Linked DNA regions of Hordeum vulgare: region 1 is linked to region 2. Evidence: chromatin contacts called from public Hi-C data. All regions are on one chromosome and are shown on one strand. The core of a region is the stretch at or near the end of the contact, and the rest is flanking DNA. Distances in the headings are between cores, read along the strand shown. Region 1 holds the start of LOC123426289 (reticulon-like protein B8). Region 2 holds the start of LOC123426288.

Region 1 (6,274 bases), core at 3,090-5,589, 220 kb before region 2:
GATGCTGCACAATGTTTTCCACCAGAACAGTGTTTGCTAGTTCGAAAGAAATCTTAAAGGCACATATTATATGGATTTTGGAGAAACACTCAGTTGATTGTTCTTTTCATTCATGTCTGATTTCCAAATAGTACTTTAAATGTTTTTAGGGTGCAAATGGAGATATTTTAGTATGTTTAGTGCGCAGTGTTTACCCAATATTAAATGAAGGATTGTTTCACCACCTTTTTTCGTCCATGAAACTATTTCGCTCATTGTCCTGGCCTGATTTTTTCTCATGCGTTGCTAGTTCTCTTCCCCTGCTGTGCTTCTGCCACTTGGGCTGGAGTGGTGCTTGTGATACATAGGAGCTTCGGCTCTATATGTACTAACTAAAAGTAGTCATGCACCAACTTTCTTTATGATACACATGCGTAAGCAGGCGTCTGTTGCAGAAATAAATAAAGGGAGGAAGTTAAGACGGTTCTTCATGTCTCCCAGCCGGAGGCTTTCACAGCCCATATAACTTAATTAGCAGGCCCAACTACTTGGGAAATAAGGCAAAATATTTTAAATAGTCCCACATTGCTTCCTCATATTCAGTTTTTTTTTTCGAGAAAAGGCAAAAAGCTTTTGCGTTTCATTGTATTAAAAAGATAGGGTTTGGTACACTCCTCCTAGGAGGCAAATTACAGTGCAATTACAGGGGTATTAGTGCACATCCCAGGTCTGCGGCAATAGAACGCGGAGGCACAAAGCTCCAGCTTTGGCCCAAAGAACAGCCTCATCCTTGATCTTGGCGATCACGGTAGTGATGGAAGGGCGCGCACCCTCGAAGACGCAGTCGTTTCGATGCTTCCAAATCATCCATGGGACGAGCAGGGCAGTGGACGCGAAGCCCTTATGCATGGGCTTGGGGGTGCTCTGCCTTGCATAGCGCCACCAATCATGGAGAGCGGCGTCGTTGTCAGGCGGCAAACATGGGAGGCGCAACCAAGATAGGATTGCATACCACACCTGTGGGGCGAAGGGGCACGCGAGGAGCAGGTGTTGTATGGTCTCTGGCGCCTGGTCACAGAGCGGACATCGCTGTGGGTGGGGCAGGTTGCGGCACTCAAGGCGGTCGGCAGTCCAGCAGCGGTCAAGGTTGGCAAGCCAGTGGAAGAAGCGCACCCATGGTGGCGCCCAACACTTCAATGTTAGCCTCCATGCTTGACAATGGGTGGAGCCATGGAAGGTGGCCCGTCCTTGCAGGCTTATAGCTGCAAAGTCAACTCTAGCAGCAAGAATCGATTCAATAAGAAGTGATCCAACAAGAAAAGCTGGTCGCAACTTGTTAGAAGAAGTTCGTAAGAAGATTGAGAAGTGGCAAGAACCACCTCCTGCAAAGCTTCCAAAACCACTTCCTGTTCCAGACTCCAAGCCTAAAAAGAAGAGAGGGTGTCTCCGCCTTTGAAAAATGAAAGAAAGGTAAGCTTTTCTCAACTTTTTTTTTTGCAAAGAAAACATATTGAACAGCCGTATGCCCGTATGCTTATTTATTTTTTCTTGAACTACTTATTTGCATTCTGTGCTGAAACTTGATTCATCACATATACAGCATGGTATCTTGTCATGACCTCGGGAACTTGGTTCTGCAGATATGTGGTAAACGATATGATGAAGCTTGCAAACTGAATGCAATTCGGTATACCAGAGGAGAGCCCATTAGGTCAGTTGGTTTAGACAGTATGATTGGAATAACATTTTGCTAGTTAGTTTAGCTACACTATACTTTAATATTGACATGATCACATTTTGTTATCACCAGGTGATGGTTTGGGGGAAGGTTATGGCATGCTTGGGCAGGCCGGGAATGGGAGGCTACGTGTCTCAGCTGCGCAGAACAAACTTGCTGCTAAAGTGGCAAAAAAGTATGCCTTCTTTATTCTTCCCACAACAACAACAACAACAACAACCAAGCCTTTCAGTCCCAAACAAGTTGGGGTAGGCTAGAGTTGAAACCCATAAGATCTCGAAGCCAAGTCATGGCTCTGGAATGTGGATAGCTAACTTCCACGCACCCCTGTCCATGGCTAAGTCTTTGTCGATATTCCAAACCTTCAGGTTTCTCTTAACGGACTCCTCCCATGTCAAGTTTGGTCTACCACGACCCCTCTTAACATTCTCAGCACGCTTTATCCGTCTGCTATGCACCGGCGCTTCCGGTGGCCTCCGTTGAATATGTCCAAACCATCTGAGACGATGCTGGACCAGCTTCTCTTCAATCGGTGCCACCCCAAGTCTCTCTCGTATATCGTCATTCCGTACCCGATCCTTCCTTGTGTGGCCACATATCCATCTCAACATGCGCATCTCTGCTACACCTAACTGTTGGATATGTCGTCTCTTGGTTGGCCAACACTCCGCGCCATACAACATCGCAGGTCGGATAGCTGTCCTATAAAACCTGCCTTTTAGCTTTTGTGGCACTCTCTTGTCACAGAGTACGCCGGAAGCTTGGCGTCACTTCATCCACCCAGCCTTGATTCGGTGGCCCACGTCTTCATAGATATTGCCATCCTTCTACAACATGGACCCCAAATATCGAAACGTGTCTCTCTCCGATACCACCTGCCCACCAAGGCTAACCTCTCCATCCTCGTGCCTAGTAGCACTAAAACTGCACCTCATGTATTCAGTTTTAGTTCTACTAAGCCTAAAACACATGACTACTAATTAGCTCGGCAATAGAGGTCTTTTGCGCTTTTACTCCAAAAAACACAGCATAACTTGCAGTGTAATGTTTTCTGTCTGACTGTTTCTAAATTCAACACAAGTTGGTTCAAACTATTAGAGGCAATGTGCAAAACATTGTAACTTAGATGATCCTCAATTTTAAGCTATCAAGTAATACATCAACAAGAATTAGTTTCCAACAGCTTTCTCTTCACTGTTTTATACCCACCTTGATTCCCAGAGCTTAGTATTTGCAGTGTAGTGTTTTATACCATCCTTATATCTATGTTTCCCTGTACAAACCTTAGGTAATTTAGGTGTTTGCACACATTTTTTATGTTACAGATTATTTGCACCCTGTACCAGTTCCAGTAACCTTGCAGGCAGCTGTTAAGCTGCTGTAACTTTCTTAATTATCTTCAAATTGCTGTTTCTGTTTCAATTCGTGACCTCTTTCTTGATATCACGCACTGTAATCTCTTTTTGATTCCATATTATAATATTAGATTCAAGGAGAAGAGTTATGGTAGCAGTGGTGCAACATCTGGACTGACATCTAGTTTGGCCTTTACACCAGTTCAGGTGAGTTTATTTTTCCCTGGTACACTTTAAGATAGGTAATTGATGTTATGCATGATATTTAGCCAATCCAGTTGTTTAACATGGGATCATGGCTGGTACTCTAGATTGCTATGTAAATTTTTATCTTGTATTTGCGTAGTTGTTGCTTGACTTGTTCATGTTGAGGAGTCGGAAAAGGCAGTGCATCCATTGTTTTTGTCTTTTTCCTGCACTAGAAAGTCCTAGATTTTGCTTATGTGAGTGAAGTCATCATGAACGATATACTTTGCTGTACTGTAAGTTTACCCATAAATATGGTACCGTACAGCATTGCATATTCTTTTTTCCTTTCTTGTATACAAGGCAGCTTTATGGCTGCTGTTAGTTTGGACCATGCTTTTATTCATTCAGCACCTTCTGTAAAGATGGTAATCAGTAGGCTGTATGCATCCTCGACGCCATTATACGGTTTCAGTTAGTTGGATTGCCCTATTTTGTTATTTTTAAACAGTTTAACCACATAAAATCCCTGGCATCACTCCCATCTTTCTTATATACCTTACCTGTCACTTACAGGGAATAGAGCTGTCAAACCCACAGGCACATGGGAACCTTCTTGGAAGTGGAACCCAGAACACCTACTTCTCGGAGAACGGAACATTTTCTCGGATGAGTAGGCCTGGAGGCTAGAATCTGAAAATGGAAGGACCTGATTCTCAGTTTTACCACGTGATTTGTAAAATAAGTACAGTTTCCGCGCAAAATATATACATGTAAATACAGTTCATGCACTACAACATCACAATGTATGAAGTCATGCAGTACACAACATTACAGTTCACGCACTACAACAACACAATGTATGAAGTCATGCAGTACACAACATTACCTATGCTTCGTGGATGATTTTTCCAGAAAACCCGCTGGAATTACCTTATCAGACTGTTGCATTCCAAATGTTTGATCGTTCCATACCATTCAACTGAGTTGAGCTCCATACAAGGTGCAGAATTGTAATTTACCTTTTTTGAGGAATATTTTTTTTTAAAGTGTAATTCACCATCATGTTGTGATCGACATAGAACAATGAAGAATGTATGGTGCTGATGTTGCATGCTGTGGTGTTTGGTGACGGTAGGTTCTATTAAGCATGATCACAAACCAGTAAGTATCTTTCAAGTTTTCTTAGGGTTTTTCTGAGAGAATTTTGAGTACAAGGCATAGTTTAGTCATTTTTTGTTTCTAATTGTAGGAAAATTTCGAGGCTAATTTTAGGGGAAGGAATCTCCAGGCTACTACATGGCGACAAACTCAGTTCACACTTATTGCTCTAATGTGGCCCTGGCCCACAGCCCAATTACGAGCAAGCCCACTGGCCCACCTATCCCTTTCATTCAACAAACTAGTTGCTCTTAAGAATTCCTCTTCTCCTTCTCTCTCTCAAAAAAGGAAGAAAAGAATTCCTCTTCTCCTCCTGACATTTCCCAACTTTCCCCTCTTGTCTGATTGGTACCCCTCCAACGCCTGCTTCGTGGGATCAGTTCGCCGGAAGATCAACAGCTTTAGTTGCCTACTGATCCCTCTTTTGCTTGGTAAGTTCATCTTTCACAGCTTGTGCTATTTCCCCCTTCTTTTCATGTTTGTCGGACCATGCAGCACCTTGCCTTAACCTTTCCGCGCTTTACAAAACTGGATTTGTTGTTAGTCTAGTAGTTAGACAAAAAGAAAAAGGAGCCTTTAACTCCTTCAAAGTTTCAGATAATTGGCATATGCTTTAGTTTAATCACTCCAGTGATCTTACAATCCCTTTTAGTTTATACATAAATTATACTTGAAGGTTCTTCATCAAGGTTATTTACTTAATTAGCAAATTCCTGATTTACTTGAATGATCTGATTTACTCACAACATTTCTGAGAAAGGCACTAAAAGAGACATGTTGAAAATAAATATGAAGCTTGATTTGCTCGCGTTTTATGTCGAATGGAGATCGTATTTTCCAGTGTGTGGAACGATGCCAGAGCACTCTGAGAATGCCACAGAGAACATGATGAGTGGCATCATGGACGCCATCGCCGACAAGCTCCCCAAGCAAAAGTCTGTCAGGTTCGACATCGACGATCAGGGCTCCATCTCCGGCCAGGCCAAGAAGCTCTTCGGGGGCCACAAGTCTGTCCACCACATCCTTGGCGGCGGAAAATGTCTGGACCTCTTATACTTGCTTGGCATTTTCATTTTCGCAACCTACAACTTTTATCTCCCTCTTATTAATCGGACACGGAGTTGCTGATGATATGTCCGCTTCCTTCCCCGCGGCGGCAATGACCGCAGCCGCCGACGTGCTACTGTGGAGGAACAAGAAGATCTCATCCAGCGTTCTTGCTGTTGCAACAGCTGCCTGGGTCTTCTTCGAGTGGCTCGGCTACCATTTGCTGACCATCGTATCATTTGTGCTTGTTTTTGGCATGGTTATCCAGTTCGGATGGTCCAGCTTCGCAGGCATGCTCAATGGGTATATATGCACCAATTCTGCAGTGTTTTTATATGTTTGCTCTCCATCCTGAACTTCGGTAGGCAGCATAATCACAAGCAGTAAAACTTTATGTATGGTGTCTGCTTTTTCAGGTCTCCTTCTAACGTGCCCCGTGTAGAGTTGCCAGAGGAGCTGTTTGCAAACATCGGTGCCGCTGTCGGCGCCCAGGTGAACAACTTCTTGGGAAGCCTTCAGGATGTGTCCAGTGGAAGAGACCTGAAGCAGTTCCTTATGGTATGTTGCGCCTTAAGCTAACGTCTATGAGATGAAATCTGTCCTATCAGTTTGTCCTCCCCCATGAGCACTTGCAGTAGCAGACATGTAGGGATCAGACCAGGCTTGATTTCTTTCTTTCAGGTGATTGCCGGGTTCGTTGTCACCGCTTTCATCGGGAGCTGGTTCAGTCTCATCACCGTTATCTACATCGGTAACAACCATGATTTCACTTGATAATATGTTGAGGAGGGATGAACACCTGGACATT
Region 2 (5,889 bases), core at 2,118-4,617:
AGCCAATCATCATCGAAGGCAATCTTCATCATCCCGGCGGTCTCCATGACCAAGAGGGATTAGTTCACCCTCGGGGCTGAGTGTATGTACCAGTTGCTATGTGTTTGATCTCTCTCTATCTCTCTTGTGTTCTTTATATGTCATGATCTTGATGTATCACGGGCTTTGTTAATATAGTTGGATCATATGGTGTTTGTCCCTTGCTATCTTGATGTGATGAATTGAATCTTTCCCTTGAGATTTTGTTATGTAGAATTAAATATTGGATTTAAGATCACTTGATGTATGTATTTCATGTGGATACATGTGGTGATAATGGGGTGTTCTATTGATTCACTTGCTATATGTTTTGGTACTCAACTTGACCCGTGGTGACAGTGGGGTAACCTATGCATATGAGTTGATACACGATCTTGTCCTACTTTCTCCGATAGAAATCTTGGGGTACTCTTTGAAGTTCTTTGTGTTGAATTGAATATAATGAATCCGGAATTGTTTGATGCATGTCGAATAATTAACCCATGGATACTCTAGGTGATATTGGCATATTTAGGTGACATTAGGGTTGATTGATGTGTATCAAAGGTGTTATTCTAGTACAAACTCTAAGCCTGTTTGTGACATTTAAAGGAATAGCACAATAGATTGATCGGAAATAATAGCTTTGAGGTGATTCTACCACCTACAACAATTCATCTTATGTTCTCCGCTAAATATGAACTTTGAAGGGATTCTTTGTCGCACATTGAGGGATGATCATGTGATTCTATTATCTTAGCATTGTTGAGAGATTGCAGTAGTGAAAGTATGAACCCTAGGCCCTATTTCCAAGCATTGCAATACCATTTATGCTCCCTTTTACTATTGTTACCTTGTTGTTTTTATATTTCAGATTAAAAAAATCTATATCTACTATCCATACTACACTTGTATCACCATCTCTTCGCCGAACTAGTGCACCTATACAATTTACCATTGTATTGGATTTGTTTGGGACACAAGACATTTCTTGTGTTTGATTGCAGAGTTGTTGGAGAGAGACCATCTTCATCCTACACATGTCACGGATTGATAAACCTTAGGTCATCCACTTGAGCAAAAAATGCTACTGTCCCCAACAGAGTCAACAAGAATAAAGTTGTGTAGTACACATCACTCCTCGATATTCTTCATCAACAACTTGACCACCACAATTTCTTAATTCGAGACTTGGCGTTCCACCAGTTCTAGCACATAGTTGCTCCTGTAGTGTATGGTATCAATCCTTCCATGCTAGTCGGATTTAGCACGTTGACGGAGTAGAACTAAGTTTCCTGTCATTTCTTGAATCTCTTGGGCCACTACATGTCGAAGTAATTGTTATTCATCATGGTTTGCAACCCGAATTTTCCACAAATACGCAATATGCTAGGGCGACTATTTCGGGTTTCGTGCAAAAGAGGTGCTTCCACAAAGCCTAGTGGGGCTTCGTGCCCAAGAAATGCTCGCAAAGCAAAATAAAGCACGAGAGGTGGGCAATCCCATTGGCCAACGAACGATGGAGTTGCACCCCATAGTACCTAAACATGTCCTAGACGAAGGGGTGGATTGATAGGGGAAGCCCTCTACCAAGGAAATGGGTGAGCAACACGGGCTCCATTTTGCTTGGGTTTGATGCTCACCATCCTTGGAGCGAAGGATACTCGACGACATAGTTGGCGACATTTGTTATCGTCATTGTAGATGACAACCAGTCCCTATGTGCCAGTTAACGGGGAGAGGGGTCGAGGAAGAGGCGTCAATGCCCTTTGCAAGCTCCAACCTCCGTATCTTGGTGATCACAGCGACGACACTTCATGTGGAAGATAAGGAGGATTTGGTGGAGGTCGCTCAGGCGTGGCGATAGTCACGATGGGGGTTCAGAACAAAAATATGCGATTTTGGGGAGAATGCTCCCCCTCACCGCTATGCCTTTCAAAGGGCTTAAAGTTCAACCTTCATCAAAATCTGACCGCACATGTGCCGACTCCGGGATACATAGAGGGCAAGAATGCATTACCCACGTGAAGACCAAGGTGACATCATTGTTCTCTCCTCCACCATGCTGGGTGGCTCCAACCTCTAACACACGACAGTCAAGGATATAACCCCTCTCTGACCGATGAAATGTCGCAATTTGCATGGTAGATTAATTTGATGGTTTACTAAAGATTCAGTGTGATGTCACTCGCAACAACAACCATTCAGCTTCTTCTCAGTCAAGAATCTCAAATCTGACTATGATGACTCCGAGTTGATTGTTCCATGCAAGTTAACGGAGAAATTCCAAGTGACCTGTTACTCGGAGATGACCTGCTCTGCATTTTGAATGATGATAATTTGCCTCCACAGGGTTTGTCAAATTACTCACCAAGAGCCTTAAAAAAAGGCGGATTTCTCATACATCTTCAACATACCTATATTTTTTCAAGTATTAATCATGCACTTTTATATTATTTTTCTGGGCTAACCTATTAATCTAGTGTCGAGCGTCAGTTCCTATTTTCTGTGTGTTTTTATTTTACAAAAAAATTAATATCCAAAAAGATCAAAGCACCCTCACAATTTAATATGATTCTTTATGAAATATATGTGATTGTTAGACGAAGTAATCAAAAGCAAAATGGTACCGAGCCCCCAAGGGCAGGGGGCGCGGCCACCCCTGACCGCGCCATGGGCCCTTGTGGGCAGCTCTTAAGTCCATTGAAACTCTTATTATCAGAGGTTCCTAGATTGCATAATGCCAATCTCCGGGTGCTACATATCTCAACATAACAAATCTTTTGAGCCTGCTTAGCTAACGAACGTTTGCTGAGGAGGATGGCAACCGCGTACGTTTTTCATGACAATTTCTTTTTTTTACTGGGTAATTTTCTTCATACTAACATGACACTTATACGGAAGAGAAGACAAAAAATTCTTTTTAAGGGGTAGAAGACAATTTAAGACTAAACAGTCATCGTTTTCTCAGTCAAACTGCTGTGAGTAGCGAACGTTGGCTAGTTAAAACTAACGAAACTGTTTTTAGTGATATAATTTTTATATTAAACAATATATTTTATATAAATCAAATTGACATACACGTCATGTCTTTTAAACCGCGACGAAGGGAGTAATGTTTTTAGTGATGAAATTTACCATGTGCGTGGAACTGCTGACCGTCTATCTCTTCTCCCATGTGGCAACGAAAAGGTGGGGGTCCTCCAGACCGTCCACGTGCGTCACGTCGCGGTTCCGAAACATAGCTGCCTAGTGCCTAGCAACACTAGAATTGGTAGACAGGTCCGCGCGAGGCCGAGGCAGCCACACACGCACAAAGTATCTGAGCTAGCCGCCAATTGTCTCCGGCGACCCGCCATGCCGCATGTCCTCTCCCTTTTCCTCCCCGTCTCCTCTCCTCCTGGCCAAACAAACTAGTTAAGCCCCAGCGCAACGGCCGATCGTGCTGGGAGCTCTTTAAGAGATCGAGTGGTGGCTGGTGGCTCAGCGGCCGAGCGAGCAGAGTACAGTAGTCGGAGCTCGCAAGTCGCGACTAGGAATGGCTTCGCTGCAGGTCGGCGCCGGCCGCGGCGTGGGTTGCTGCTTCGGCCCGCTGGACGGCCGGCGGCAGGAGAGGAGAGCGACGGTGGCGCTGCGACCGCCGAGGGCGGCGGCGGCGGCGGGTGCGGGCGCGAAGGTGGCGGAGGAGGACAAGGTGAGGTTGGGCGAGTCCAGCGTGGCGGTGAGCAAGCTCGGCATCGGCGCATGGTCGTGGGGCGACACCACCTACTGGAACGACTCCGAGTGGGACGGTGAGTCACTCGTTTCGTCACATGTCTTTTCTTGCCTCCAACTAATAATTTAATAACACAATTAAATCTACATACATCACGTCCTCAACGAGACAACGCACGATGAAATTGGACTTGAACTGCTTATAAATAAACTTTGCTGCTAAAATTGCACACGTAGTCGTGGCGCTGTGTCATGTCATGTCATGTGTGTGTGTTACCTACTACCTACATCTACAATTCAGCATGCCTGGTCACTCTACGTCCATCACATGCATGGTCAGTCAGAAAGTGTGACCACGAAATTAACGCTCTGAAACCATGGTCATGCTTCCCATGCATGCGTCATACTGTAGTTGACTATCACTACTCAACCACTCATGGGTTTCCATCCTAAGAAAAGAAGGAAGTTAATTTGGCATGCAGACAGGAGACTCAAGGAGGCTAAAGCAGCATTCGACGCCAGCATCGACAGCGGAATGACTTTCTTTGACACCGCCGAAGTATACGGCACAGCGGTAAGATCAAATTTCCCTAATTCGCTCGAGCCCCAAAGTAACGCACAATTTTGGAGAAAGTTTTATGTCTTGTGTCCCTCGTGCAGCTCATGGGAGCAGTGAATTCAGAAAGCCTACTAGGAGAGTACGTAAACCATCCCATAATTTACCATCAGAGATTCAACAAATTTGTTCAGGAATGAAATTATATCGATGACTATTGATGGATGCGTACGTGTTATGCATGTTGATGACAGTTTCATCAGGGAGAGACAGCAGAAGGGAGCGGTGGATGTGACCGTGGCCACCAAGTTTGCGGCGCTTCCCTGGAGGTTCGGACGTGGCAGCGTCCTCTCCGCGCTCAAGAAGTCGCTGGAGCGCCTCGGCCTCCCATCCGTCGAGCTCTACCAGCTCCACTGGTCCGTCAGTCGCCCGCCTCGTCTCAGTCTCTGAATCTCTGATGCAACATCTGCCTAGCTCTGAATTATTATTCAGACTTTTGCTGACTGACAAGCACTTGTTGTTTTTTCAGGCCAGGGCTATGGGGAAACGAAGGTATCCAATTATAATATTATTATACGACCTATTCATATCGATTTCAAGGAGCGTGAACAGAATTGATGTTCTTGCTTGCATGGTTAACTATTTCATTCAGGGTACCTTGATGGCCTGGCGGACGCGTACGAGCAAGGTCTCGTCAAGGCCGTCGGAGTCTCCAACTACAATGGTAACATCTGATCTTCACAGGCCGTGGAGTAGAAATGCCTTATTCATCAGAAGATAACAGTTGATTACCCACTGGATGTATGTATGTATGTATGTATGGTATGATTTGACATCAGAGAAACGCCTCCGGGACGCACACGCGCGGCTCAAGAAGAGGGGCGTCCCGCTCGCCGTCAACCAGGTGAACTACAGCCTCATCTACAGGACGCCCGAGGAGAATGGCGTCAAGGCCGCCTGCGATGAGCTCGGCGTCACGCTCATCGCCTACTCCCCCATTGCCCAAGGTTTAGAATTAGATTAGGGTTTCCTATCCTCCCTCCCTGCTCAACGTCCGATACATGAATCATCTTTATTTTATTTATTATTACTTAATCATCTGTTCCCCATCATTGTATTCAGGTGTTCTGTCAGGGAAATACACGCCGGAGAATCCACCAACGGGTCCTCGGGGGAATACCTACACTCCCGAGTTCCTCACCAAGGTGATACCATTTCTGAAACCGTTGAACAAAGCTTGGATGTTCATGTCCCCTTGAGATGAAAAACTATGCTCACTGAAGATTTTGTTTCTTAATGTCATGTACGCAGCTCCAACCACTCATGAACAGAATCAAAGAGATTGGAGTAAGCTATGGCAAGAACCCAACTCAGGTACTTCACACAATATTAATCAACTCATCACGTTTCCCACTCTAAAAAAAACAAGTATCGATTCTGAGATATAGCTTACCCACCACCGCACCACTCAAAGAAACTGTATATATAGACAAGGGATATGTGCAGAAGAGTTTAATGGATTGTTGTGGTTTCAGGTGTCTCTGAACTGGCTGACCTGCCAGGGCAACGTGGTGCCCATCCCGGGGGCCAAGAACGCCGGG

Evidence for each region. Hi-C and Micro-C count contacts between places; a contact is called where the count stands out from the background.
Region 1: a Hi-C map of leaf shows a contact between it and region 2, with 7 times the contacts expected there. The contact joins the promoter of LOC123426289 here to the promoter of LOC123426288 in region 2. A contact is called at or near these places in 5 of 6 Hi-C or Micro-C datasets (leaf and seedling).

The regions. Positions count from the first base shown.
Region 1 is chr2H:359,013,291-359,019,564 of MorexV3_pseudomolecules_assembly, reverse strand. It overlaps LOC123426289 (reticulon-like protein B8), which reads left to right and starts at 4,339. Exons shown (of 7, transcript XM_045110091.1): 1 at 4,339-4,422; 2 at 4,511-4,850; 3 at 5,261-5,458; 4 at 5,589-5,769; 5 at 5,883-6,024; 6 at 6,148-6,217. The coding sequence starts at 4,372. It overlaps LOC123426290 (U4/U6 small nuclear ribonucleoprotein Prp31 homolog), which reads left to right and starts at 1,358. Exons shown (of 5, transcript XM_045110094.1): 1 at 1,358-1,449; 2 at 1,620-1,690; 3 at 1,790-1,892; 4 at 3,204-3,279; 5 at 3,835-4,195. The coding sequence starts at 1,657. The coding sequence ends at 3,948.
Region 2 is chr2H:358,790,737-358,796,625 of MorexV3_pseudomolecules_assembly, reverse strand. It overlaps LOC123426288, which reads left to right and starts at 3,367. Exons shown (of 10, transcript XM_045110089.1): 1 at 3,367-3,809; 2 at 4,215-4,306; 3 at 4,393-4,430; 4 at 4,543-4,704; 5 at 4,818-4,840; 6 at 4,941-5,012; 7 at 5,128-5,295; 8 at 5,411-5,493; 9 at 5,600-5,662; 10 at 5,824-5,889. The coding sequence starts at 3,557.